Regions from separate parts of the Mus musculus genome. Here regions 1, 2, 3, 4, 5 and 7 are each linked to region 6. A link is a contact called in public Hi-C and HiChIP or PLAC-seq data. All regions are on one chromosome and are shown on one strand. Each heading gives the region's core, a stretch centred on a gene start, on an enhancer-like site or on the middle of the called end of the contact. The rest is flanking DNA. Distances are from core to core; before and after follow the strand shown. Region 1 has its middle 66 kb from the start of Gm34972. Region 2 has its middle 72 kb from the start of Gm34799. Region 3 has its middle 33 kb from the start of Gm34799. Region 4 has its middle 48 kb from the start of Gm34972. Region 5 has its middle 94 kb from the start of Gm34799. Region 6 holds the start of 6530411M01Rik (RIKEN cDNA 6530411M01 gene). Region 7 has its middle 120 kb from the start of Gm34799.

Region 1 (3,486 bases), core at 974-3,473, 910 kb before region 6:
AGGCATACATAGGCACTCTTCTTTCCCTATTCTGATGCATGGAATCTTGTGCCCCATGCCACATAAATTCACAATAAAGCAAAGCATGGGAGCTCTCAGAAGTGCACATGGATCAGGTGAGCCCCTCTGCTGAAGTAGGGGCTCTGGGATCGGTCTGTCACACGCAGCGATACACACCGTTGCCATGACAAAGAGCTTCTTAGGTGGCAATGTCTGACCCCTCTGCCTTTGTGGCTTCTGCATCTTGTAGCATCTGGCAGGACCACTGTCAATAAAGACCTTATCAATAGTGAGGCGTCAATAGCCACCCATGAGTTTAACTGCAGGGACAAATATTTGTGAATACTGGCCGGCCACGTTCCCATGATCCCCGCCTCGGTCCCGTGAGACAGCTGGGGCTCTTCTCATTTGCAGATGGAGAAACTGAAGCACAGCGTGGTTCAGTGACTTGCCAGGCTGTGTGTAACTAGATCAATTCATTTATTCAACACATTTTAAACTTTATGAGGAAGGAGCTGCCGTGCTGGAAAGAGTTCGAGTCAAGCCTGATTAATTGATGGGCAGTAAACACAGGGCTTGCTTGGGCCTGGGTGCTTCTGCCGTTGAGCTGAACAAGGCCAGCCAAGGGACAGGCTAGGATCAATCTGAATTGGAACGCTGTGAGAATTTGGAATGCAGAACTAAAGTATGTGTGCATATCTGTGTATGTGCCTGCCTGTGTGCATACATATATGCATGTATCTGTACACACGAGCCTGTATATATGTGTATACTTAAATTCTTCTATGTATGCTAATATGCATACATGTTTATGTATATACATGAGTTCCTGTATATGTGTATACATATGTATTTACATGCATGTATGTGTGTATATATGTGTCCAGAGGTGCACACGTGTGAGTGATTGTGTGCTTAGACATATGTGTGAATGAATGACTATGAAGATACATGTGTGCTTGTGTATATATGAGAATTTATGAGTATATGAGTTAGCATGCATGTGTCTTCATGTGTATGTGTGTGCCTACTTATGTTTATGTATATACATGTGTGCCTGTGTGTATGCGTGTGTATGTATGCATGGATATGCTTCTTTCTCTGTATGTAAAGAGGCACATGAGTGTGGGGTGGGTATGTGGGAGCCGGGTGGGGATTCACAAGGTCATCTAACCACATCCTCTCACTGGTGAGTACCCTACAAGAACCCACAGCTTCCCGACTATCACTAAATCTCCTCAGACCTGCTCACTGGCTAGAATAAACAGAGCCCAGGAAGCACCATGACTGAGATGTTTGGCTTCTTCCTTTGACAGCCTGAACTTGAGAGACATGATGGGTAGCACTCTGGCTAGTTGAGAGCAAAGCAGACCAAGGAAAACAATTACTGAGGGTGGGCATCAAGCCCTGGAACCTCCTGGAAGGCCAAGACCTGCTACAAATGCAGTGCATACAGAGCGGGTGGGGGGGGGTCCTCAAAATCAAGTGATAATTTGGAGAAATTGATGCCACTAAGACTATGCTCTGTGCCATCATGGCGCCTGTCAGCAGTACTCAGAGTTATCGCTCTGCACTTTGCTAAGCATATGGAGGGAGCAGATCTTGGCTGGGCTCCAGACATCCAAAAGTTAAATTAATGGGTCCTGCCATGAGGGCTACTAATTAATGGGAGTGAGGGAATGTCCAGCACTGCGTTGTTCCTTCTTCGTTTTTCTTAGAGGGGTTTTCTTCCCAGACCCAACCAAAATGGCGCTGTGTTCAACCTAGTTCTTCGTCCTTTCCCTCTGGGGGTGGGGGACGGGGTGGGGGTGGGGACTGGGGACTGGCCCTAGCTTGCATCTGGTTTGTGGTTCCGGCCCATTGGGCTCATTCGTTTATTCAGCTGACACAGAGGGTGGGTGGCAACAGTGTAATTGCAGGAAAATAGTTGGCATCTTCTCCTGGAGGGTGTTGTGAACCGGTGGATCTTCACTCTGGCAGCAGTGTTTTGAGCTTTGGCTCTGGACTACTTCTGCTCATGCTGCACGCTCAGTCCTGATGAGAAGTTGCAGGGTCTACGCGCAGGCAGCTCACAGGGGTCATTCCAGGCTTCGTGTCCTCTCCCTGTAGACTCCGGGGTCAGCACAGCTCACTATGACAGGAACACTTGAGTGCCCGTGGACTGGAGAGCAGGAGGCTGAGCAAGCTGATGACTTGCTAGTAGTTGTATTTTAATCCTTCCTTGGCTTGCTTCCATTTGGGCAAACAGATGAGGTAATGTGGTTGAGGGAGGACACTTGTACTAGATAGTCTCAGCCTCTGACCTTGCTGTTAGGTCACCCACAAATGGCTGAGGTGCCTATTAACATATCAAAGCTGATGGAGGCCAGCTGTTCCCAAAACACTCAGTACCTGTGGCTCCTCCCACCACTTCTCACCCAGACCACACCCTCAAGCCTCTCCTTCCAAGGGACAGGGCTTCCGCTGCCCTTCCCCATATAACTCAGCCATTGAGGCCATGTCCATCTCTTGGCACCAGGACCTTCTTATGGTCAGCGCTTCTCTGCCTCCCCGGCTCCTTTCGGGGTAGGTTAGTCTGCGGGCCACATCCAGCCTAGGCTCTTTGCTCTTCAGGCTTTCTGACTTCCATCTACAGCAAAATTTCCTCCACACTTAAGGAGGTGGTCATGTCCTCCTTTTGTTTCACTTTTTCATCCATCTGCCTCAGCTACTCCCTCCACACATTTGGAAGACCTATATCCATCCAAACATTAACAAAAGAAACTACCCTATTTTAACAGCTGACCGAGAGGAATGTAAATGGGCCTGCCTATAGGTTGTGCTTGGTAACTGTGCTGGCTTTGTAAAGGAGAGTGTTTCTGAGAAAGGTGGGCTATCTGGTGCCAAATATTTCAAGATATCAAATGTCTATGCTGAACGGGGGGGTGGGGGGGGGAAGGAAAGGACATGACAGCTACTCGGTATGTAGATAAAAGGGAGCAGGGAGCACAGAGATATCTGGGAGAGTCCAGAGAGGACATCACTCTGATCCATGTGAAGAGTGGAGGCAGGGGACAGGGACCAGATGTAGCAGCTGGAAAAGTTACAGGGTCAGGTGGGGGTGGGGTGCATAAGAGGGCGCAAGGTAGGGACTGAAGGATGCTGGGAGATCCTGGCGGCCAGCTCAGCTTTGATATGTTAAATAGGAATCTCACATTTGTCCCAGGGTTTGAGAGTTAACACTAGCACTGGAGGATATCTGGCCAAATCAGAGAGATTCCCGGCAGGACTCTGATCTTCCCAGAAGAATTTGCATACAAAGCAGACAGACACAGAGTGGCACGAAATGAGCTGGTGTAGACACAGCCAGCCCTGGTTATATAGCACACAGCTCTAGAGCAGAGGCTATCCTGTTTCAAAATGGTCTAATTTTCTATTACAAAGCTCTTTAGGTACACTTTGAAAATTAACTATGTGATAAGAAGTTAGTCATTTGATAAAATTTGG
Region 2 (3,473 bases), core at 15-2,514, 810 kb before region 6:
TAGATAGATAGATAGATGGTAGATAGATGATAGATTGTGGGTAGATGGTAAATGGATGGACAATAGATAGATAGATAGATAGATAGATAGATAGATAGATAGATAGATAATAGATAGATGATAGATGAGTCTTTTATCACCTGTCTATAAATTCTTACATGGCTTAGACTGTCACAAGAGTGAATGGGAAGAACCAGGAGCTAACCTGTGCTACAGAAACACTCTGCCTGGCGTGTGTCAGGTGAATGACAAGGCTGTTAACGAATGTGAGTCTCCTGGACATTAGCCCCAATTAGAGTCAATCCCGCTTCTCTTTCAGAGACACGATGAGGGACCTGCTCAGCGAGTGAAGTCGCTTGCTGAGTGAGTGTGACAACCTGGGTTCAATCCCTGGGGCTTGCAAGAGAGAAGCAGCTCTGGACAACTGTCCTCTGACCTCCTCCACATTGCCACATGTCTCCCCCACCAGTAACTAAATTAAAATGTAAGAATTGCCCATGCTGGCTAAATGTTGTGGGCATTCACACTGGCTCCCATGTGCTGTGACAGTGGGTCCCTCCAGATGGACCTTACAGAGAGACATCAAGTGTGGCTTTTTGTATAATGTCGGTTTTTGCTGAGATGTTTCAGAGACACGTGACTTAACAAATGGTAATAAGTTCCTGCCATCCACAGAGCGATGTTCAGCACCTCACTTCTCTTTAGCTGCAGAGAATTCCTGGCCAAATATGATAATTACTTAGTTCTGTGCTTTTAGCTCTGGGTAATTGTCTCTCACTAGAAGCTGAAGGGGCCCCTGCATTCATAGCTTCATCCCATGGCATTTGGGGTGGCTATAGAAAGAAAAGCAACTTCAGTGTAATTATGAGACAATAAATAAATAAACAATAAATAAAGCCAGATCTTGTCATGTGATTTCATTTATTAGGTTGATGTTTCTTTCTGGAGACGCTATAAGTAGAATCAGGTGCCGGGCTGTTACTGAAATGAGAAAATAACACCCCATGATCAATATTGGCAACAGGATCCTGAATGCAGGCAATAAATAAAGAAATAAAGACGGAGCCCTTTAAAGTACAGGTGACATTTTAGAGGGTGCTGCTGCACTTTGCTCTCTGGTAATTTGCTTTTTGTTTTTGTTTTTGTTTTTATTTTTGTTTTTGTTTTTGGTGGTGGCTGTGAGGTCTGATTTACCTCAGGGCTACTGTCTGTGCTGTTCTGTTATTGCTAATGTTATGCCGGGACGAGCAGAGCGTGAAAGGCCATCTTTGTTCTCAGGGACGCAATGATTTCTGTGTCCTTAAAGTGGAAGGAAACCAGCCGCCATTCCTGTTCTGTTTTCGAAGTGTTCAAATGATAAAATAAGCAATGCTGTGTGTTTTGTAGAGATGAAGGCCGGGCTGTGCTGCTGTCGCTCCTGTCCTCTGGTGGGGGTTGGCTCTCTGTAGAGACTTCACTTCCTCCCCGGTTTTGCTCCATTCGAGTCCTTTGTTGGGTGCCTATGACTGGAGTCCCTTTCTTCCCTGTTATCCTTCTCGGGCACACTGGGACACCCTGGTGAACCATGTGTCACTTCTGTTATGGTTTCCATGTCAGCAAAACAAGGCACCTTTGAAGGTCTGCACCCCAAGAGCCTATGTTAGTGGAACCCTTTGCAGTTTTTGAAGTGTGTGCTGTGCCTTATTCTGGTACCCCAGCTCCTGCTGCTGAATAGGCGGAGCTTGTAGCATCTCCATTTCTTCCTCCCCTCTCAAACGAAGCCTCACTATAGTATCATGGATATTTGGGTGTTTATCTCAAATCCTTTCCGAATGCCATAGCATCATTCATTGGGACAACCTTAATGAGGTGGCAATTAGTCATTCATTGGGACCTATTTAATGGGTGGGAAGAGGTGAAGAGAGAGGGGGAAAGAAATGTCAGACTCTGGGAGAGTCAGGAAGGCGGGGATACCTCAGGGATCCCTGAGAGAGCTTTTTGTCAACAAAATGGATCAGCCTTGCAAGCAGTAAAACTTTCAAATGACCTTCATGTCAAAATATTAGGCTGCTTTTTTTTTCTGCTGGATAGCAGTTTAATAAACATAAAAGGCACACATATCATTCAGAGTGGGGCAAAGTTTGCATCAAAAGTGTAGCTCTCCCCTTTTAAGGAAAGACTAATGTTTCTCCATGTGGTGGAGGAAATGACACTCCGCGTCAGGCTTGTGCGGCTGGAGAATAGGTATTTACGACGACTACAGGAGCTTTCTAGCCCTTTCTTCTAGCAAACACTAACCTGTGAATGTGGCCGAATCAGCAGCTGTAAGAGTGAGAGGTCCGGATCTTACATTCGGTACCGGCTGCTTTCCCGAAATTTGCAAGCAATTGGGGGCATTGATAAGAAATGCACAGGCAGAGGTGGAGGGTCTGTGAAGTTAACTTAGTGGGTAATGGGGGAAGGAGTCCTCAAAACTAAGGGCTCATGCATTTTTTTTCTTTGCTGAAATAATTTCTTCTCGAGGTTAAACTTCAGGGAGGAAGACAGGACAGATGTTTGAATTTAAATTGTCTAAAAGGCAGGAAATGTAAATAAATACGTCCCAAAGAATTCCTAGCTTCTCTTCTCTCTGAGTTTTCTTATCAGGGGAACACTGGCTCAGTGGCTAAGAACTGATAAAGCCAGGATCAGGTGTTGGCAGAAATGCAAAGTGGAAGAGCCAGTCTGGGGAACAGAGACAGAGCACTGACAAGTGAGAGACAGAAACCCAGAAGCAGATAACACAGGCCCCTGTAACTGCTCATTGGCTTCCACTGGTGCGGTGGTCACCAGGCAATAAAGATAGTGTACATTAAGAGTGTTTTGTCAAAACAAAAGCATGAGATGGACATCAAGTTTGGCAGTTGCTGCCATAATCAAAAGGTGACACTGCTTTGGCTTCATGGACAGAAGTCAGAATAAGCCTGCTTTGTGCTGTCTTTTTTTTTTTTTTTTCTCTTCTGGATCAAGATAAATTCTTCCCTGTGCCTGGGATTTCAACAAGCCCTGTGTACTGATATGTAAGGCTGACCCTCAGCCTCATAGCCTTCCTCTGCAGCCTGAAGCATCTCGTGATGACACATGTGTGTGACTGGGTTGGGTTTGCTCCTGCTGTCTACAAGTTCCTGAGTGATACTACTCCATTGGTCCCATGACCGAGTGCGCATGTTTGTGGCCATTTTAAGAATTTGTTTCACAATGCCAGGTGCTTAGATACTGTTTGGGTTCTGGCTTCTGGATGGGTGTGGCTAGGAGCTGGTGGAAGGTGGTCAGCTGACTGTTCACAATATCACAACATGAGCCTACGAGAGCATCAATTCTTCAGGATGACCTTGAGGGTTTCATTGGGTGTGTGTGGGGAGGATGCATGCTCAAGGCTGAGGGACAGAGGACAACATTGGTTATCATTCCCCAGGCATACTTTGAGATAGGGTCCCACTGGCCTGGACCTTACC
Region 3 (3,429 bases), core at 161-2,660, 770 kb before region 6:
CTGTGCCGAGGAAAAGCGTCTCTCAAAGCAACACTTTTGTAGTGAGTCAAAAAAAAAAAATCAGTCAACAGTAGGCATGCATTGTAAGATATAGTGAGAAAACACCCGAAGCAAACTGTAAGTCTTCTTGAAGTAATTAAACATTCAAGAATCAACAATAGTGATGTCTTCTGGTTTATAAAGCGACGTACTGGTGAATTTCCAGAAACAGAGGTCCTAATTTCCATCGTTTGCCCATGTCCTTGGTGGAAATGCCCCCACCATGGCTGATTTCCATTGGCCCAACAAGAAGATTAAAGAGTCAAGTCCTTGACTTTTCATAGTTGGCAAAAATAAAAGTTGCAGAAGGAATTTACAGGGCAGCACATAGGATGAAGACTGAGCAGAGGGTGGAAGTGTGTAAAACTCTCCTGCTGAACTTGGGGCTGTGCAGTGTTGCATGGAGTCACACCGTGATTACACATGAAGCGCACCCTGTAGCCCTCACCAGACCACAGAGCTGTAGCCAACAGACAGCGGTGTAGCCTCATGGGGGAATCAGCCTGGCTGCTCTCAAATGATGGGCTTGACTTCTGCCACCCAGGAGCAGAAAAAAAACCCTGATGAGCTAAGAGATTAGATGTACAGGACAGGTGACCCCCTTGACAGCAAGGGAGATGTTCCCAGATCTCCAATGTGAGCCATTAAATTTATTCCAGCTGCATACATTCAACCTGAAGAAGTGTCAGACAAATAATATCAAGTCGGGGGAGGGGGGAGGAGGGGAAAGCAAGCTGTACTTGAACTTATAACATTATAATTCTGTGTCCAGCACATTGGGAAATTTTGAAAAGTTTTATGTCTTCTGAATGTACAGCACTCCTGGGTAGCTCTGCAAGTGAAATATAGATGGGAGTGCAAACCTCATGGTCAGAATGGGCCTTACCTCTAGAGGGGCAGAAGCAGAAGGCAGGGTTGGCTTTCACCTAAAATGTTTTCTAAAAGATTTATTTTTATTATTATTTTTTTAGCCCTGTGTAGCTGTGTGAGCACGTGAATGTGAGTACAAATGTCCTCAGAGGCTTCAGACTCCCCCTATAAGTGATGGGCACTTGTGAGCTGCCCAGTGCACATACAGGGAATTGAACGTGATCTTCTGTAACAAGCGTGTGTATTCTTAACCGCTGAGCCGTCCCTCTAGGCCCCTGAACTATTTTCTGGTCTAAAGAGAAATCTGAAGGAAACACAAGGAGGGGCAGATTTGACAGTGTTCACAGCGGGGTGTGATGGTGTTTGTTACAAACCATCTACAAACCATCAGTGAATTTTGTGCTCCACAGTAAAGATGTAGGCAGGGGCTCATCCATCATGGGCTTCAGAATGCCCGTGATTATATGATCGGAGCCTCAGGGCATGGTCATGATGACCTGCGCACAGCTGCGTGAGCATCTGGCAGAAGGTCAGTTAGTGAAATAGGTCAAATGTTTAATGGCATTTATGTTAGGAAGTCCAGTCACTTGCAGAGCGCCTTGCTGTAGGGAATGATGTTTCTTGAAGCTTTTGTTAACCTTTCAGTTCCTTTAATGCTTTCCTCATGATATTTAGGTATCTTTAGTAAGGTTTAAACAAAATTGTGCAGGTCCAGTCTCCCCTCAATCCCCTCCCTCCCCCTCTTCCTCTCCTTTACTTCTCATTCTTCCTATTCCTTCTTTATTACTGCTACTACTAGTAGTGTCATCGTTAGTAGTAGTATTATTACTTATTCATTTACATCTCACTCACTTCTCCCCTCCTGGTCGCCCCTTCCCACAATCCTTCCCTTATCTCCCCTCCTCTTCTCCTCTGAGCAGGTGGGGCCCCCTGGGAATCCCCCCACCCTGGCACATCAGGTCTCTGTGGGGCTTGGCACTTCCTCTCCCACTGAGGTTAGACAAGGCAGCCCAGCTAGAAGAACATATCACACAAATAGGCAAAAGCTTTTGGGACAGCCCCGACTCCAATTGTCCGGGACTCACATGAAGTTTGAGCTGTGCATCTGCTACACGTGTGTGGGCAGCCCTAGGTCCACCCTCTGTATCTTCCTTGGTTGGCGGTTCATTGTTGGAGAACCCCACCCTTGGGATTCTCATCCCCTTTTATCTTGTTTTGCAACCCAGTTTTACCTCTCTGCAGGTGAGGCTCACAGAGAAGCACCTTTCCCTGGGTTCCTCAGATCTGTAAGGTGGGAATAGGCTGTGGGCAAAAAGCACCTTCAATTTCTGTTTCCTGTGAGGTTGCTGCACATGGGTAATTATGAGCGTAATTATCAACACAGGTTCCCGGTGTCTCTCATGGAATTTGTTTCTGAACAAAAGTGACTCGTTTCTGATCTTAAGCTCTTAGCAGACATGAGGAAATGACTGTATTTTGCCATTAAAAACATGTCTGTGCTATCTAGCAGGTTGCTGTGAGGTGGTGGAAGGGCTTAGAGCTGAGAGAGGCTGCAGACATGGTGCCGGCCATTCCCTGTTCCGAATGTGTGCGCTGAGTCAATTAACCTCAGCTCCTAGTTGCCTCATTAGTGAACGGAGAGGGAGAGCCGGTCTGAGACTAGAGGATGCTGTGCGGTCACGTTGGATCTACAGTGTCTGTGCCCAGCTCTGTTTCACCAGCAGAGCTGTCACTCTCTAAATGAGTAGAGATATATCAACATACAGAAGTCACCAGATGCCACCATGGCGGGTGACATTCTGAGTCTCGCCATCTGAATGACGGCGCTGCATGATCCGGGGATAGAGTTTTATTGTTATGGCCATTGTTATGATGAAATTCTGCAGGGAGCCCTTACGGTCTCTAGTAATATTGGGTGATATTTTGACCAGAGCTATTTTCTACAGGTTCTATGTGGTACTATGAAAGGAAGGACGTGTTATGTGATTTTTAATGTTTCGGAGCTCAGGAGAAAGCGTATTCAGTATAAGCTATGGGCCTGAGGAATGGCACCACTGGAGGAGATTAAATGGCTCTAAGGTTATTACATTTTTTTTTTAATTTTGAAAGTTACTCTAAAATTAAAACTTGGGGTGGGGGAATGAGTAAATGTGACTTGAGTTACTGTTGCATCTTCCTTAGGGCCTCAACATCGGCGCCGTGAATGAGTTTAATAAATATATTCTCTCATTTTCTGCTAAAAATCAGATAAATGTGGGTCAGAGGTTAGCTTCCCACAACTCTCTTTAAAGGGGGCTTCCCAGCAGACAAGCCCCTCTGGAGACTGCAAACACCATGGAACAGGGGCTGTCCCTCAGCCAGCCCCATGAGCTCTTTCTCATTGCAGCCTGGCAGAAGGCCTGCCATGTGGGCTCCCTCAACCACTACTGCTCTGATGGTTCCATGATCTCGGTGGGCAGTTGTGATCACGAAGCATGTGTATAAGGATGTATCTCACAGAGAAAAGCACTTCATGTCTTG
Region 4 (3,477 bases), core at 759-3,258, 930 kb before region 6:
TATTGGCTGAATATTCATGAGGTAGGTGGGGCCTCTGGGAAGGCATTAGGATATGAGGGTAGAGTCCCTAATGGGTTTTCTCCTTCTTAAGACCTTTATGAGTATGACACAAGAGCTTGTTTTTTTGCTCTCTGCTTGGAATAGGATATAATCAGAAAGTGGCCATCTGCATTCCAAAAAGCTAACTCTGATCAGACATCAATCTGTTAGTGACTTGATCTGTACCTTCCCAGCTTTAAAAACTTTGAGAAATGGATGCTATTCGTTTAAGCCACCCAGTCTATGACACTCCGGGTTAGAAGCCAGGCTGGCATATGCAGTTTTAGTAAAGTACCCCTCAAAGGTCAGAGCAGTGGTGTGTGTCTTTAACCCAGAACTCTGGAGGCAGAGGTAGGCAGATCTCAAGAAATAACCTCTCTAAAGCCTGTCCCACTGTAGGGGTAGAAGGAAGTCTAGGTTCACTGGATCCTGCCTTATATCTCTCCAAAGTCTCCCCATAAGCCTCAAGGGAAGAGCTGCCATGTGTCCGCCAATCTAACAAAGCAAACACACACACTTCAAAACTAAGAAACCTAGCTTCTTCCATGCCTTTGGTTTTGAAGAGACCGCCCATTACTTCTTATTAAGTCCTGCTGGGTGTGGTTGTTATGGGAGAGGATCACTCTGGTTAATTCTCCATGGTGTGCTTTTAATAATTTGGTGGCATTTGACTAACATGTAAAAAACATACCTGTCAGGTCAAAATTAAATTTTCAGTAAGTCTGTTTGTGATCACTTGACAAATATCAGGGCCACAGTTGTCCTGATGCCAGAAACTGTGATTAGCTCAAATTCTTGAGACCTATTTTAAGAAGAAACAACTCAGGCAGACGTGTCAAGGAATACCTGGAGAGGCACTCAATGGGAGTTTTAGTCACAGGGTCTCTTCTCCCAGTCATCCGTTGTCTGTGAGATCTCAGAGCCTTGGTCCAGTAGCCCATCCTTACAACGTGTTCCCCAGTCCCATGGCATCTACAGCACCTGCTTAATGCTGAGCCAGATGTTCAGGCCTGGGATGGGGTCTGACACTTAGATATTCATGGTCCTCCAGGTAAAGTCATACTGTGTTTAAAGACAAAGTGAGTTTCATCTGGTGTCGGGACAGGAGCTACAGTGAATACGACCCACCCTCCAAAGGCTCAAGCTTGGACTAGGTGCAGAGTGCAGCTGTAGAGGGCTTTCCTAGTATAGGTAAAGACCTGGCTTTATTCCCAGCACTGAAAAGGGGGTGGGGGAGCCCATTCCCAAAGGATATCTGTATCTTGGCAATGTTTTCTTTAGTCAGTCAAAAATACCTGGTTCCCATGGTGATGAGTAATTGGGATGTAAATCATGGATACGGATACAAATGAGACAGCCTCTCGGGAGTTTAATATTTGACTTGTATTGCTATGACAAGGATACTATAGCATTTCCCTAGTTCTGGATGTGGTTTAACCACATCCTTAATTCGATCCTCTCTCCCAACTGTAGAATCAGGGTACATCAGAAGCCACTCTTGAGATGAAATTTCAGCTTGGGCACATAAGCCATGCTGGGAATGAGTTTGTAAAAATACAAAAGCAGCTGTTTGAGATGCAGATGGTGATTTTACAAAGTGTCTACGGATGGCTGGAAGTGAGGAATGGGGGGAGACCATGCACTTTCTGTTGCCTCTGAAACAGGCCTGTGATGGGTGGCCCTCAGGCCAGGTAGGTCTTGATGCATTCAGGGCAGTTGTACCCATTGTCATGGATAGCCAGGAGGAATGCTTCACCCAAATCCAGAGACTGATGGACAGAAACTCATTACCAGGGAGGTTCTGAAAGAATTTATAGAATGTTTTCCCTGGCAAACAGACCAGAGCAGGCAGGAAAACAGTTTGCATCTGTCCAGGTCTTCAGGGACACTCATCTCAAGAAGAGCAGAAGAAACCAAATCCTAAAGTTGGTGGAAGACAAGGAGACAGCTTGTGACTGAGGGAAAACTAGTTATGTTTAGACTTGGCAAATGACTGGCACTATTTGTCAAACATATGGGACTTTAAACCACCAGGCTGTAATTGCAATTGGTGACATCATGGTTCTGTTTAAAAATTAAGCAAAAAATATTCTGCCTCAAGATTATGTGAACAAATTTCCCCAGCTTGGTGTTTCTTTGTAGCTTTTTCCTTTCTCACCTCTAAGGGGGTTTACAGAAGTGAGAGAGGAGGGCTGGGATGGAGCTCAGTTGGCAGAGTGCCTGCACAACTCCCCAGATTCATCCTCAGCAAAGCCAAATCCAGCCTGGTGGCACACACCTTTAATTCCAGCACGCAGGAAGCAGAGGCAGGAAGATCAGGGGTTCAAAGCCACCCCTAGCTACATAAGGATTTCAAGGTCAGTCTGGGTTGAAGATCTTGTCTAAAAAGCACTAAATAAACAAACTAAGAGGCCCTGGGATAGACCCTGAGACCCTGACAGTGAGAATTGTGTCAGAGACTTTAACCTTTTATATCAGTTGTAACAAGGGGCTGTGTCATGGTCTAAAAGACTTAGAAGGCCTTAAATGTGTCACCAGAGAAGGCTACCCAGGTAGGTCGATGTGTTCTGTGGTCAAGATGGATAGCCCTGACAGCCAGAGAGGTGACCTTTCTCAACTGCTGTGTGGCAAGCACTTCTGTGAGATGCTGTACAGATGTAATAAAAGCCTGTCATCTAGATGATTTCTGCAATTAAAGTTGGCTCAGACACAGAGGAAAATTGCCTTAGAAATGTAAGTGTCTGTTTTGTTCAACACAGCAGTGGAGAAGATCCTGTGTCGATGCCAGGTTGGCCGTCCTGGATTCAAGCAGGTGTTAGATGGGGATTCTGGTGGCTCTTCCTACATTCCTTGTAGCTCTGGTACTGGGTCTCAGAACATTTTCCACCTCACAACCTTTTCCCTCTAACATGGCCAGTTAGGACTTCAGGTATCTAATTCCTAGCTCCTACATTGAACCACGACATGTTGCCGAGCCAGTCAGTCCTCACTGTGGGCTGAGGGCTTACTGGACAGGAAATTGGGAAATTGGATTTATCATTCTTATTTGCTCTGATTTTCTATTTTTTCCCCATAGCTACAAAATGAGACAAATATTGAGCATGATTATGAAATACAAGGAAAAAAATCCTTGCTATTTAAGTACGGTGTTTGCTTTACTGGGTATCATGCTGAGATTCATTTTCTGAATCATATAAAGTTGGGAATAGTCTATAAGATTTTTATGCATCCTTCATTCTCTCCATTGATCTTAAAGGAAAGCCCTGCACCCTCCTTGCTAATTTGTCTCAAAATCAGTTTAATCAACGAATGGATCCTCATACCTAGGCCTCCTTTGGAACTGTAGTGAAGTGTGACAACCACTATTTTTAGATGTTGTTGGCTCTATCCCTGAATTCAAAGAGAGCAAAGTGCTTCTCGGGTGGTACCGGAGCTCTG
Region 5 (3,587 bases), core at 414-2,913, 830 kb before region 6:
GGAAACTAGCTTCAGGAAAACATTTACTGTTGAGTAAATATTTCAAACACATTCTCCAGCACTTTGGAAACATCCACTTATTTTCATAGACATGTTGATTTCAAGGGCATCTGAGAATGTGACAACATTATATTACTTTTCTTTATTTTGTCTTTCGAAGAGAGGCCTGAACATGTACTGTTCCCTTGTTAGTCTGAACTGTGAAATTTCTCTTTCTCTGCTGAGCCATGTTCATGTGACATCTCACCATGGTTTTAGGGCTGATTTATTATATTTATGTCCTTCATGAGCATGGGTGTCACAGACACAGAGAGAAGGTGGGTTGCTGCCTTCTCTCTGCTAAAAGGAGTATTGCTATATACAGCATTCCCACAAGCTCATGAAGGTCTTTCTCCAAGCATAGGAAGAATGTGTGTGTTTGTGTGTCTGTATTGTATGTGTGGTATATGTGTGTGTCAGTGTGTAGTGCATGTTTGTGTGGTATCTGTGTGTGAGCATGATGTACATGTGTGTGATTAATGATGTGTATTGAGTGTACAGTATAGGCATATGTGTGTAGTGTATGTGTGTGTGTGTTGTGTTTGTGTTGGTACATGTGTATGTGTGTGTATTCCTGTGCTTTTGTGTTAGTATATGTATGGTGTGTGTGAGTATGAGTGTGAGTGTGAGTGGTATATGTGTGTGAGTGTGGTGTATATGTGTACATGTCTGAGAGTGTGTGTAATTGTGTAAATGTGTGAGATAGATGTATGCATGTATATGCATGTGAGGTTTCCTGAGCATGTGTGTACAGAGGCCAAGATTAATTTTGTCTCCCACTATTGCATCTCACTTTGTCTTGAGACAGGGTCCATTACTGGACCTCGAGCTCACATGTTCTGTTGACTGTCTGGCTAGAAAGCCCCAGGGGATCCACCCGTCTTTGCCTCATTCTTAGCCTCAGCACTGCTAAATCCCACACCTACGCCTATTCCCTGCTCTGGGGTTTTTTTGTTTTATATGGGTGCAGGGGATTTGAACTCAGGTCCCCAGGCTCTTACACCAGTCTTTTTTATCCACTAAGCTATCATCTAGCTCGATACTTTCTTTTCCACGTGAGCCCTGAGTTTGTCTTTTTCCAGGCCTCAGGGCATATCTATGACCTCTTTGTCAAAGGCCATAGCTGGCAAATCCTCAGTAGTGTTTACTAATTTCCTAACACATTCAGAAGTTTCTGGACAGACTCTGTAGGATTCATTAATTTGTCCAGAAACAAAGACCCCTATGCTCTGGGTATGAGCTAGGCAGCACTGAGAGAAATTGTAAGTCAACATAGATTTATAAGTAGGGCTGTAGGAGCCATTTCCTGTTGTCACATTTTAAAAGGAGCTCATTTAAAGTTCAGCTTATTATGGATTGAGAAGAGCTGGCAGAGCATTCAGGACAAATATTTTTGGGCTCAGAACATGCGTGAGGTCATTGTGCCCTCACACGATTCTTCTGTGGAGATGGATCCTGGTAATAGGAGCCGGGAAGCTGGAATCTGTTCCTGGAAGCGCCTCCGACTTGACTCATCCTTAATCCATTATCCAGGACATCTCTTCTTGGATCTCTGCATTGCTCTTTCCTCTGGAAGATGTGGCCACACACTCCAGCTCTGACCTTCAAGCATCCTTCAGTCTCCAGTAGCCTGGTGGCAACTTCCTGGAAGCCAGTGGAGGAAGCAAAACCAGACAGCCAAGGCGTGAGGGAGCTGGAGGGGTCACTCTCTTGGCAGCTTAGCTTAGGGTAACTGTAGAGTGGGGGATGGGGAGCTTGTTCACCTCTGCCTTGAAGGCTTGTATCGGAATGGGAAGCTCTGAAATGCTTCCTGAATTTAGTTCTGGGGGATATGCCAAGTGAGTAATTGCATGATTTTTTTAACAGCATAGAGACACTAAGGACAGATGCGTTCGAAAGCTTTTATATTCTGCAAGAGTAATAATTTGTTTTGACTTAAACGACATTAGACATGGGGAGAGGGGCTAGGGGATGATGCTAGGGGTAGGGAGTCACATAGGGCCTCTCTAGATGTGCCATCAGTGACAGAAATCTAACACATGTGCTCATCTTTCTGAGGCTGTCCAAATGGAGCATGGCCAGACTTCCCCCCCAAACCCCCGAAGTCCTGTTTGCTAGGGATGACTTTCTGTGCTCATGGTAGTTATGAGGGCCCTTCTGGAAACATCACTCCTGGTCTGACATGGGGAGGACGTGCACCTTTGTTCCATAATACATAATTAAAGACTCCGACAATGAGTGGCCTCCATACATAAACCAAGTTTCCCAGTAAAAACAAAAGATCTCTATGGAAGATTTTAGAACTCATTATCATTTCAAGGCACGGGATGGAGGTCGGCAAACGTCTGTTCCATGAAGTGAGCAATCTTATAACTCTTTAAAAAAAAAAAAAAAGAGGGAAACAGCTCATGGTTTCCAGATTGTCCTTCTGTTTAATCTGTTTGATTAAAATTTGAAGGAGAGAGAATTAATATCTGTTACCTTCCTTGTCTGATAAGGAATGGTGATTGAGCGGAAGTCAGGGATTGAATTGTTCTAAGGGTTCTGAAGGGAGGGTCTATCTCAGTCCATCCAATGCTCTGAACAACTGCTGTAGAGTGGGGGCTGGGGTGTAGAGGTCAAAATGACCACTTCCCAGTTAAAGCAGACCAGCATGTGAAGTCATCCAGATATCCCTGCCCTGCCCAATCGGCTCTCTGAGGCAGGAGGACCACAACAGTGAGTGTTCCAGACTACTCGTTCTCCCTTTCTTCCCTGGAGCCTGCCACAGCTTGACAATGTACTAAGTTGCAGGTTCTTTTTGATGAAGAGGTATAGAGGTTCCCTTACATGACGATAACCTGACACAGGAACTGAGGGATGGATAGTCCCAGCAGTTAACCTGACACGGGAACTTGGGGATGGATAGTCCCAGCAGTTAACCTGACACGGGAACTTGGGGATGGATAGTCCCAGCAGTCTGTGAGGCCACTTTTCTCTTGTCTTCAAGCTTAGACATTTAACAACAATGGCTAACTTGTGCTGATAGCCATATGTACAGAGAAGCTGGTATGGTACACATCTGCCAGGATGCATGGGGACTCAGAGCCAGATGGGTTGTATCCAAAGCCCAGCTCTATCACCTTGTTTACCATTAGTAACCTTAATCTCTTGCAGGCTTCATTCATAAAATGGAGACATAAGACAGTTCTAATGAAGTTGGTAGGATGCAATTCAACAATAAATGAAAATTGTTAGTTTACTCCCTGATACTAAGTTGTGTGTGTGTGTGTGTGTGTGTGTGTGTGTGTGTGTGTGTGTGTGTGTAAGCATGGGTGTGGAGGTCAAAGGTTGATGTCGGATGTCTTTCTCAACAGCTCTTTCTTGCATTTTAAGACAGGATCTCTCTGAACTTAAAGCTGAGATTGGCTAGGCTGGCCAGCCAGCTATCTCTGGGGGCCCTCCTGCCTCTGCTTCCCCAGCACAGGGTTAAAGAAATCATGAACTCTTCCAACTTTTACATGGGTACTGGGGACTCACAGTCTCATACCCTTAGGCTGTAGGGCAAA
Region 6 (3,864 bases), core at 563-3,062:
AATGCCACAGCAAAAGGCCATTAAGTATTTCCAGGACTCTTTAGACTGTTATACTTGGTTGAAGATTAATCTAAATATGGAATCTAAATTTAAACACGCAGAAGCATGCCTATCTCGTCTTTCTCGGGCGTCAATTTCCACGATTCCATTGACAATACTGCGTTTTTAAAAATATCTGCTCTTTTTTGGTGTGTTTTCTGATGCAAGCTCTTCAGAAAGCAGGAAAAAAAATAATAACGTAGGATCAAAGAGTCTTAAAAACCGGTAATAGAAATTCCATAGTGACTCTGCAGCACCATCTAGTGTCTCGGGAGGTTATGACACTCTTTCTGGCAAGGCAGATCTTCATTGATGCTCCCGGAATGCTGATGAGAAAAATCCCACCACCCCTTTCCATCTCGTCAATTAAACCCTAATTTAATTAAACCTGTACAAGGCCAACTGCCATCAATTTGTTAAATCCTATAATTTCCCAAACTCCTCTACTTTGAAAAATCATTAAACCATTAAAATACAGCTGGGAAGACCTGGAGAATCTCTGACTGCGGTTTTAAGGACAAAGTGAAATTTGGCTCTGGGCACTATCTCTAATCATATTATGTTAGAGGGTATTTCAAAATAGTTCTGGGGGTAAATTTTTATTAAATATGGGGAGATTGTGAATGGTCAACCAAGCAAGAGTTGTTTGTTTGTTTGTTTGTTGTTAGACAGGGTCTCATTTTGTACCTGGCTGACCCAGAACTCATTATGCAAACCAGGCTGGCCTTGAGCTCACAGACATCTTCCTGTCTCTGTTTCCCAGATGATGAAATTAAAGGCTTATGCTTCCTCATGCTAGGAACTAGTTGCAAAAAAAACACTTTCAACCAACATATTGTGTTTTGGTTGTGGGGTAATATAGACTAAGAAGCTCAAAGACGGGGGAAACACACATACCCCCTATTTTGTTCTGTGATTTCCCCCACGCCTTTAAACTTTATTTTTCTTTTTTATGTAAGCAGGATGTCCCATTCAGAGAATGGTGACCTCTGAATTAATGTCATAGATTTGTAGTAAAAGGGATAGATGCTAGTCATGTATGATTATAAATCAAAGATGTTGTTCTGGGGTCAGTGACACAGAGGGCACATAGGACCACTCTGATGAGGGAACGGAGTTTCACTGTGGTGGGAGCCCAGAGCTCTGCTGCCATCTGCTGGTCCAGCATGCATGACACATGTGATCCATCTTTCCTTAGAACTAGTCTCATTTTAGGTCACAGCTCACCTTGGGCATACACGAACCTGTCAGCCCTCTCTTTGTATTCTGATTCATCTTAGCTGCAGGCATCCCACAAACTGGCAGACACGCAGAGAAACATTGAGAGCACAGGTGGAGGGCGGGACGGACCTAGTGCCCTATTTAAACTGATGGATACATTTAAATGAAATATACACGAGTTAGGGAAGGATGTACCGAGCGAACCCGTGGTAAATTTCAGATCATTATTTGATGCCGCTACTTCGCCGTTTGTCTTCTTTGCCCTCGCGCGGTAAACCAATGTGCCCTTTGCAGTTTGACATGAATATGGTTTATTTTAGCTAAAAATCCAAGCCGGCCCTAGTCACTCTCGCTGTGAGCATTTTCAGGCTCTCCTTGCAATCCCAAGAGTACAGAAAATAAATTTGACACAATGTTTCTTTTGTCTTCCCCCACCCCCCACGCCTCTGGCCAATTGATTCGGAGCTCTGTTTCTGTCTTGCCACTGCTGCCTCCAGGTCGAGCTGAGATTTCCGTAGCTTGTTAAGCTAATTTGGGTGCTGAGCAAGGACAAGTCCAGAAAGCAGATTCACAAAGCAGAGACTCACAGAAGCGGGGCTGTTGTGCTATGCTGTTTAGAAGCTGGCAAACGTGCCCTGGATCCTCCTCAAAACATCCGGCTGAGACAATGCAGTTTCGGGCTCACAGCATTGTTCCTGGAGAGACCTGAAGATCCCTGGAGGCTCCGGAAGCCATGCAAGGAGCGACCCCAGGGGAGCTGTGGTTCCCAGGCCTCAGAGGTGAAAGACAGTGGCTTGCAAATGCAGCGCCTCAGAGGTGAAAGAGACAGTGGCTTGCAAATGCAGCAACAGCATCCCATGAGTGCAGGGGAGCGCTCTGGGTGGAGCAGAACAGTAAAGTTCATAAATTCAGCACGTCAGAGCAGCCTGTCTCCCCTATTTACTCTGCAAGTCCGTGACATCGCGAGCGCTCGCTACTTTACTTTGTCTTAATGCTGGCGCGTTAACCTCTGAACGGTGACTTTCCAGCCACTAGCCTGGAGGCTGTAAGGTGCTTCTGTGCCTATTTTTAGCCTCTTTTCCGCGAAGAAAAGAGAAAATAATAATGTCTCGTTCCGGGGATCCTTCTCAAGCATGCACAGGATCCAGGAGGCAACAGTAACATCCCTAAGGAGCCAGTCTCAGAAGCAGGTGTGGGGCGCCCTCTCTCTGTTATCAGAGAGGGTGCCGGAAAGCAGCTGGGCCACAGCGGGGCACTGGGCAGGATCGCTACGAGGAATTCAATAAGGTTGGCTGCAGAGTTTCAGAGAGCAAAGTGGGGGAGGGGAACTCTGAGTGTGCTGTGCCTGTTCCCTTTGGGCTCCTCTGCCCACTGTGCTGTCTCAGAGGGACAAAATCAAGCACAAAAGAGCCCTAGAAATGTGTCATGTGGGCCACACCCCCAAACCCCCGACCCCGTTCATTTCTGAACAGAATTATCAGAGCAGATGACCTTTTTCTAAAATGGTGCTTCTGAAATGAGTCTATCCTTTGTTTTGTTATCAGAATCATACGATGTGAAATTAGAGAAATGTGTGAACGCAAAAGGATTCTAGATGAAACCCACCCAGAGCAGTATTTTCTGTATTTTGCATTTTTCACGTAAACTCCTTGATTATGTACATATACATGTATGAGGAATGTTGATGCATGGGCTGTGTCTATATTTTTTCATAAAGCATCTCACATATTACCTTTAAATGGCTGCCATTTCTTATGGAGTAGTGTGCATGTGTGAATGTGTATGTGTAGATAATATTTAGATATAAGGATAATAAGTTTATCTATATTTTAATATTGGTCTATATTCATATTTTTCTGGGCTCCGTTCTCAGCAGTAGAAATGATAGCACCTGTATTAATACCATAATGGTTAATATGTGTATGTGTATATGAATATATATACACATACTTACATGTGTGTATATATGTATATAGATGTGTGTGTTCTGTATGTGTGAGTGTGTTGTATATGTATAATCAAAATGCTTTCACAAAATGAATGGAGTAAGCATGGTGATACAAGCCTCGTGGTAATTCCAGGACTCACCCAGTTAAGAGAAGTGAATGCCTCACAGTTAAAGGTCAGCCTGGATGACCAGTAACTTTCAGGTTAGTCTGTTTTAAGATTTGAGACCATGTTTGAAAACCAAACAACACAGCAGCAAAAGATAAACAAATAATTTGACCGTCCCCAGACTATAAAACACTGACGCGCTGAACCGCTATTAATGTTCATTACATCTTTTAATCTTTGTAGATTTGATTTAGAAAAAAAAATAATTTATAGAGAAAAATAAGCTCTCCCTGTTCTCCATGATGGGAAGAAACAGGAATGGAGCCCCGCTGTGATGACTGTGGATCAAGAAATCCTAGAAAACAGAGCAAAACTCAGAGGCTCTGGGAAGTGTGTGCTCTGCTGGGTTCACTAATGTTTTGAAAGTGAAGTCAAATATGATAGAACTCAAAGAACAATAAAGAAACAAACATAAAAGTGGTAGGTCATAGCAGACAGTGTTAACACCAAGCTCTGCCGGTGTCTTACTCATTCCATGGTGCCTGGCAC
Region 7 (3,454 bases), core at 942-3,441, 860 kb before region 6:
AATGCAATTTTTCTGTGATTTGAAAATGTCTGTTGCTTTTAAAACTCTGATCAGTCCACACAGCTCAGTGTTGGGGACACTCTAACTGTATAATTGAATTTTGTCTCGTGGTAAGGATTGGATACAATGAAGATGATATATAAAACACCCAGAAAGTCACAAATACAAACCAAGAAAACATTTAGACTGGAAGGTTATAATATGTTTATGTCCTGGTGATACTATGATAGGGGTTGCTGTTAGGATGGGAGGACCGGAGGCTGGTCTTTTGGGGCAGGGGGTACCAGGTTCACTCCTCTGTTGTTCACAATAACTCAGGAACTGTGTGGAGTCATCACCACATGGGAGAAGCAGAGTAACATCTCAGGGAAGTTGACTGTTGAAGGCAAGATGTGTGGATCCACCCAGGGTTCCTGCTGTGCCTACCTTTGCTCACTGGTCCACCTGCCTCTATCAACTCTCATTGGGACACTTACTGATGTCACCACTGTCACAGCTTTAGATTTGGGTGGGATTGGGTGGTCAGTGAAAAGAGCATGAACTTGGCCAGCCTTCAGCCTTCCACTTGGTTCTGCTATGATCCCCAGGAGATGAACTTGGGTCAGAGTCATTTCAGTTTGTTATCTGTTGAAAGGAGGCACAAATGTGGACCCTGTGGAGCTGTGGCAACAAGCCAGTTCTTCTGTCCCTCAGTTACTGGTGGGCACTCTTTCCCTGCTCTCCTGTCTCATGTCCATAGCAGGTGGGTTTGAGCTAGGACATGTGGTAGCAAGTGTTTCCAGTTCAGTTGAAGGGAGAAGAGAATCCTGCATAGCAACAACTGGCCTGGGAGCACTTACTCACTCTCAGACTAAGGTCCTATGTCCATTCAACTGCAGTATGAACACTTTTCTTCTGATCACCACTGATGGCATTAGAAGTTCCTTGGGCCTCTCGACCCTCTTGTTCCCTCTTTTGGACATGTTGTGGTTGACTTTCTTTTGTTTTTCAGGACATGGGAGTGACTCAGTGCCTAGAAATTCCTTTTTTTTTTTTCATTCTTTTCCCAACATATTGTTTTTATTGATTAGATGGGAATTTCATATTATCTTCCCCTATCATACTCACTTCCCAGTCCTCCAAGGTCTGTCCTCCACCCTGTTAACTCCCTCACCAGAAGAAGAAGGAGGAGGAGGAAGAAGAGGAGGAGGAGAGAAGAAGAAGGTCATCCAATTTGTGTTACCCATATACTCACTGGAGCATGGTCAAGCTCCCAGTGGCCAGCCCCTTAAAGAAAGCTGAGTCCTTCCCCCACCCACTCCCCTATCAAAAGCCATCAATTTCAGAGATCTACACTTTGGTACTCTTATCACAATTTGTACTAGTTCTCTTCCATGGCTTCCTGTCTAGGCTGTTACTTTTGGGTGGTCCCCTTGTTATCAATGTAACCATTAGAGACCTTTAGAGAGCCAGTGGCAACAGTTGAAAGATAATACCTTTAAAGACTCTGAATAAAAACAACAACAACAACAACAACCCAGAATTTCTCTAGAGAAACATCAATTTATATCACTACATGGTTCTTGTGAAATTAAACTTGAGCCAGTGTCACCAGCTCAGAGGTTTCCCCAAGGAGCTCATTTTGCTGAACTGGCATTCTCTTCAGGAGAGATGCGGTCCCCTATTGGACCATTCCCCTCTTTGAAGGTCACCTATAATTACCAGGCCTCAAACAAACAAGAACCTCTCTCCCTTTGTGCTGAAGTAGCTGTTGATCCCAAACGCTTGTATGACATCCTATACATTGCTCTTTCCCATGTACAGAACTGGCCACCCTGTTCCTTTGTTTTTCAAAGAGGAGTATTTGCAATTTACAGTGTACTCAGCTGCTGTGTGGATACTGAGGTAGGAGAAAACCTGGCGCTTGCTGAACTCCTTTAGAACCTGAGAGAAACACCAACTTGGGCTAGCATGATGTTTTCCTATTGAATTTAACCTTTCTGCTTGGATGAGGAAGCAGTTTTGCAAAGTCTGTTCAGACTCGGGCTCTCTGCTCTCACAGCTATAGGGAGGCAGATAGCCTGGTGTGGATCTCTGTCTCATAGAAGGTTTTGTTTTTTTAATAGCACACATATGAGAATTACACCGAGGGCCTGTGGGGTTTTGGGTACGGACAGCTGCGAGGAAGCTGATATCCTCTGGGCCGAGACTCATGCAGGTCCTGGGCTGACAGCTGCCTGGTGCCTCTGTCTCTAACAGCACAGTGATTCCAGCCATCCTGGTCTTGTGCTCTGGAAAATGTGGGGCACACAGAACAAATACTTCTTTGGGGGAACAACTGCCTTGAAAGAATAGATGGTTCCACACCCCAGCTGTGAGGGCCATTTGTGTGAAAAGCTCCACACTAGGGTGAGGGGCAGAACAGCTGTTGCCACAGCTTAGATTTCCAACCAGAGCAAATTGTTGGCTCCATGGCGGAATCTGGTTATGTGGACATTTCAGCTGTTGACTTCCATAAGGAATGGCTTAGGATGCCAACTTCAGAGTCTCTCTTTCTCTGTCTCTCTGTCTCTCTCTCTCATGTGTGTGTGTACATGTGCAAATGCACCTGAGTGTGGAGGCTGGAGCATAGCATTGGTTGGTTTCTCAGTCGTTTTTTCTACCAGCTTATTGCTATGCTAAGACAGTGTTTCTCACTGAACCTGGAGTTGGATAGACTGGCCAGCAAGCTCCAGGATGCTGGTATCTCTTCTTTCCCAGTACTGAGGTTCTCCATGACCACCGTTAAGGTGTGTTCTCTTAGGTGGGTGCCAGGGATAGAACACAGCTCCTTATGCTTATGTGGCAAACGCTTTCCCAAGTGAGCCATCTGCACACTCCCCAGAGTCTCTTTTCAGTACGGATTATAAACACAGACCTTGTCGGTGACAATTTAGTCCCACCTGAGGTGCCAGGGTGCCATTTTCATATTGTTGCTAGTTCCAGAGTCCACAAGGTCAATGCCTCCAGTCTCCTGTGTCTAGCCAATTACTATCCCTGGGTGGGGATCCAATACTGAGCAGTGATAGTTTCTACATATGGGTTTTGTTAAAGGAAAGAATAATGATCTATATCAGAAACAGGTTCTTGAGGGGATGGAGTCAGGGCCTTGTTAGTTGCCTGGGCTGGTGCCTAGTTTGTGGGCTCAAGTGGTCCTCTTGTTCCAGTCTCTTCAGTAGCTGGGTTGGCAGGCATGCACCCAGACAGCTGTTTCTTAGAGATCAGTGTCAGATGTGAAGGTGACTTTGTGAAGTCAGATGAATAAAGAAGGCATTGTCTCCTCTGCTTTGAGAAACTGTGTAAGGATATGAAGAATAGGGTACATGAAAGCACACACACATGTATACACACACATGCATATATGCACATACAGATATCCAGACATATACATGAACACATATGCCCACAAACATATACACATGCACTTTTACATACA

The links. Hi-C and Micro-C count contacts between places; a contact is called where the count stands out from the background. HiChIP or PLAC-seq counts read pairs in DNA pulled down with a chosen protein or histone mark.
Region 1: an H3K27ac HiChIP or PLAC-seq map of embryonic stem cells shows a contact between it and region 6, with 6 times the contacts expected there. The contact joins the enhancer-like site here to the promoter of 6530411M01Rik in region 6. A contact is called at or near these places in 1 of 484 Hi-C or Micro-C datasets (cardiomyocytes) and 10 of 115 datasets of contacts at active chromatin or transcription factors (embryonic forebrain, embryonic hindbrain, embryonic midbrain and 3 more).
Region 2: a contact with region 6 is called in an H3K4me3 HiChIP or PLAC-seq map of forebrain, with 5 times the contacts expected there. The contact joins the enhancer-like site here to the promoter of 6530411M01Rik in region 6. A contact is called at or near these places in 1 of 484 Hi-C or Micro-C datasets (cortical neurons) and 9 of 115 datasets of contacts at active chromatin or transcription factors (astrocytes, embryonic basal ganglia, embryonic forebrain and 5 more).
Region 3: a contact with region 6 is called in an H3K4me3 HiChIP or PLAC-seq map of neural tube, with 7 times the contacts expected there. The contact joins the enhancer-like site here to the promoter of 6530411M01Rik in region 6. A contact is called at or near these places in 2 of 15 datasets of contacts at CTCF or cohesin (embryonic stem cells and pro-B cells), 1 of 484 Hi-C or Micro-C datasets (embryonic stem cells), 5 of 115 datasets of contacts at active chromatin or transcription factors (SST interneurons, embryonic forebrain, embryonic stem cells and 2 more) and 1 of 9 other capture datasets (embryonic stem cells).
Region 4: a Hi-C map of cortical neurons shows a contact between it and region 6, with 2.9 times the contacts expected there. The contact joins the enhancer-like site here to the promoter of 6530411M01Rik in region 6. A contact is called at or near these places in 1 of 15 datasets of contacts at CTCF or cohesin (embryonic stem cells), 3 of 484 Hi-C or Micro-C datasets (cortical neurons and forebrain), 8 of 115 datasets of contacts at active chromatin or transcription factors (craniofacial prominence, embryonic forebrain, embryonic hindbrain and 5 more) and 1 of 9 other capture datasets (embryonic stem cells).
Region 5: an H3K27ac HiChIP or PLAC-seq map of neural progenitor cells shows a contact between it and region 6, with 16 times the contacts expected there. The contact joins the enhancer-like site here to the promoter of 6530411M01Rik in region 6. A contact is called at or near these places in 1 of 484 Hi-C or Micro-C datasets (cortical neurons) and 5 of 115 datasets of contacts at active chromatin or transcription factors (embryonic forebrain, embryonic midbrain, neural progenitor cells and 2 more).
Region 7: a contact with region 6 is called in a Hi-C map of myocytes, with 7 times the contacts expected there. The contact joins the enhancer-like site here to the promoter of 6530411M01Rik in region 6. A contact is called at or near these places in 2 of 484 Hi-C or Micro-C datasets (cerebral cortex and myocytes), 6 of 115 datasets of contacts at active chromatin or transcription factors (VIP interneurons, differentiating embryonic stem cells, embryonic hindbrain and 3 more) and 1 of 9 other capture datasets (embryonic stem cells).

The regions. Positions count from the first base shown.
Region 1 is chr17:10,078,853-10,082,338 of GRCm38.p6, reverse strand. No RefSeq gene overlaps it. Among named protein-coding and RNA genes, the nearest start is that of Gm34972, 66 kb to the left of the region's middle. Within about 2 kb of position 2,223, at least 50 of the 459 cell types and tissues checked have an H3K27ac peak or open chromatin away from gene starts, as enhancers often do. A contact at or near this core is called in embryonic stem cells, where this site is marked.
Region 2 is chr17:9,976,847-9,980,319 of GRCm38.p6, reverse strand. No RefSeq gene overlaps it. Among named protein-coding and RNA genes, the nearest start is that of Gm34799, 72 kb to the right of the region's middle. Within about 2 kb of position 1,264, at least 5 of the 459 cell types and tissues checked have an H3K27ac peak or open chromatin away from gene starts, as enhancers often do. A contact at or near this core is called in forebrain, where this site is marked.
Region 3 is chr17:9,937,727-9,941,155 of GRCm38.p6, reverse strand. No RefSeq gene overlaps it. Among named protein-coding and RNA genes, the nearest start is that of Gm34799, 33 kb to the right of the region's middle. Within about 2 kb of position 1,410, at least 2 of the 459 cell types and tissues checked have an H3K27ac peak or open chromatin away from gene starts, as enhancers often do. A contact at or near this core is called in neural tube, where this site is marked.
Region 4 is chr17:10,096,467-10,099,943 of GRCm38.p6, reverse strand. No RefSeq gene overlaps it. Among named protein-coding and RNA genes, the nearest start is that of Gm34972, 48 kb to the left of the region's middle. Within about 2 kb of position 2,008, at least 23 of the 459 cell types and tissues checked have an H3K27ac peak or open chromatin away from gene starts, as enhancers often do. A contact at or near this core is called in cortical neurons, where this site is marked.
Region 5 is chr17:9,999,312-10,002,898 of GRCm38.p6, reverse strand. No RefSeq gene overlaps it. Among named protein-coding and RNA genes, the nearest start is that of Gm34799, 94 kb to the right of the region's middle. Within about 2 kb of position 1,663, at least 39 of the 459 cell types and tissues checked have an H3K27ac peak or open chromatin away from gene starts, as enhancers often do. A contact at or near this core is called in cortical neurons and neural progenitor cells, where this site is marked.
Region 6 is chr17:9,165,970-9,169,833 of GRCm38.p6, reverse strand. 6530411M01Rik (RIKEN cDNA 6530411M01 gene) reads left to right here and starts at 1,812. Exons shown (of 3, transcript NR_027881.1): 1 at 1,812-2,547. It overlaps Gm52287 (a long non-coding RNA gene), which reads right to left. Exons shown (of 2, transcript XR_003952250.1): 2 at 1-3,864.
Region 7 is chr17:10,024,243-10,027,696 of GRCm38.p6, reverse strand. No RefSeq gene overlaps it. Among named protein-coding and RNA genes, the nearest start is that of Gm34799, 120 kb to the right of the region's middle. Within about 2 kb of position 2,191, at least 15 of the 459 cell types and tissues checked have an H3K27ac peak or open chromatin away from gene starts, as enhancers often do. A contact at or near this core is called in VIP interneurons and myocytes, where this site is marked.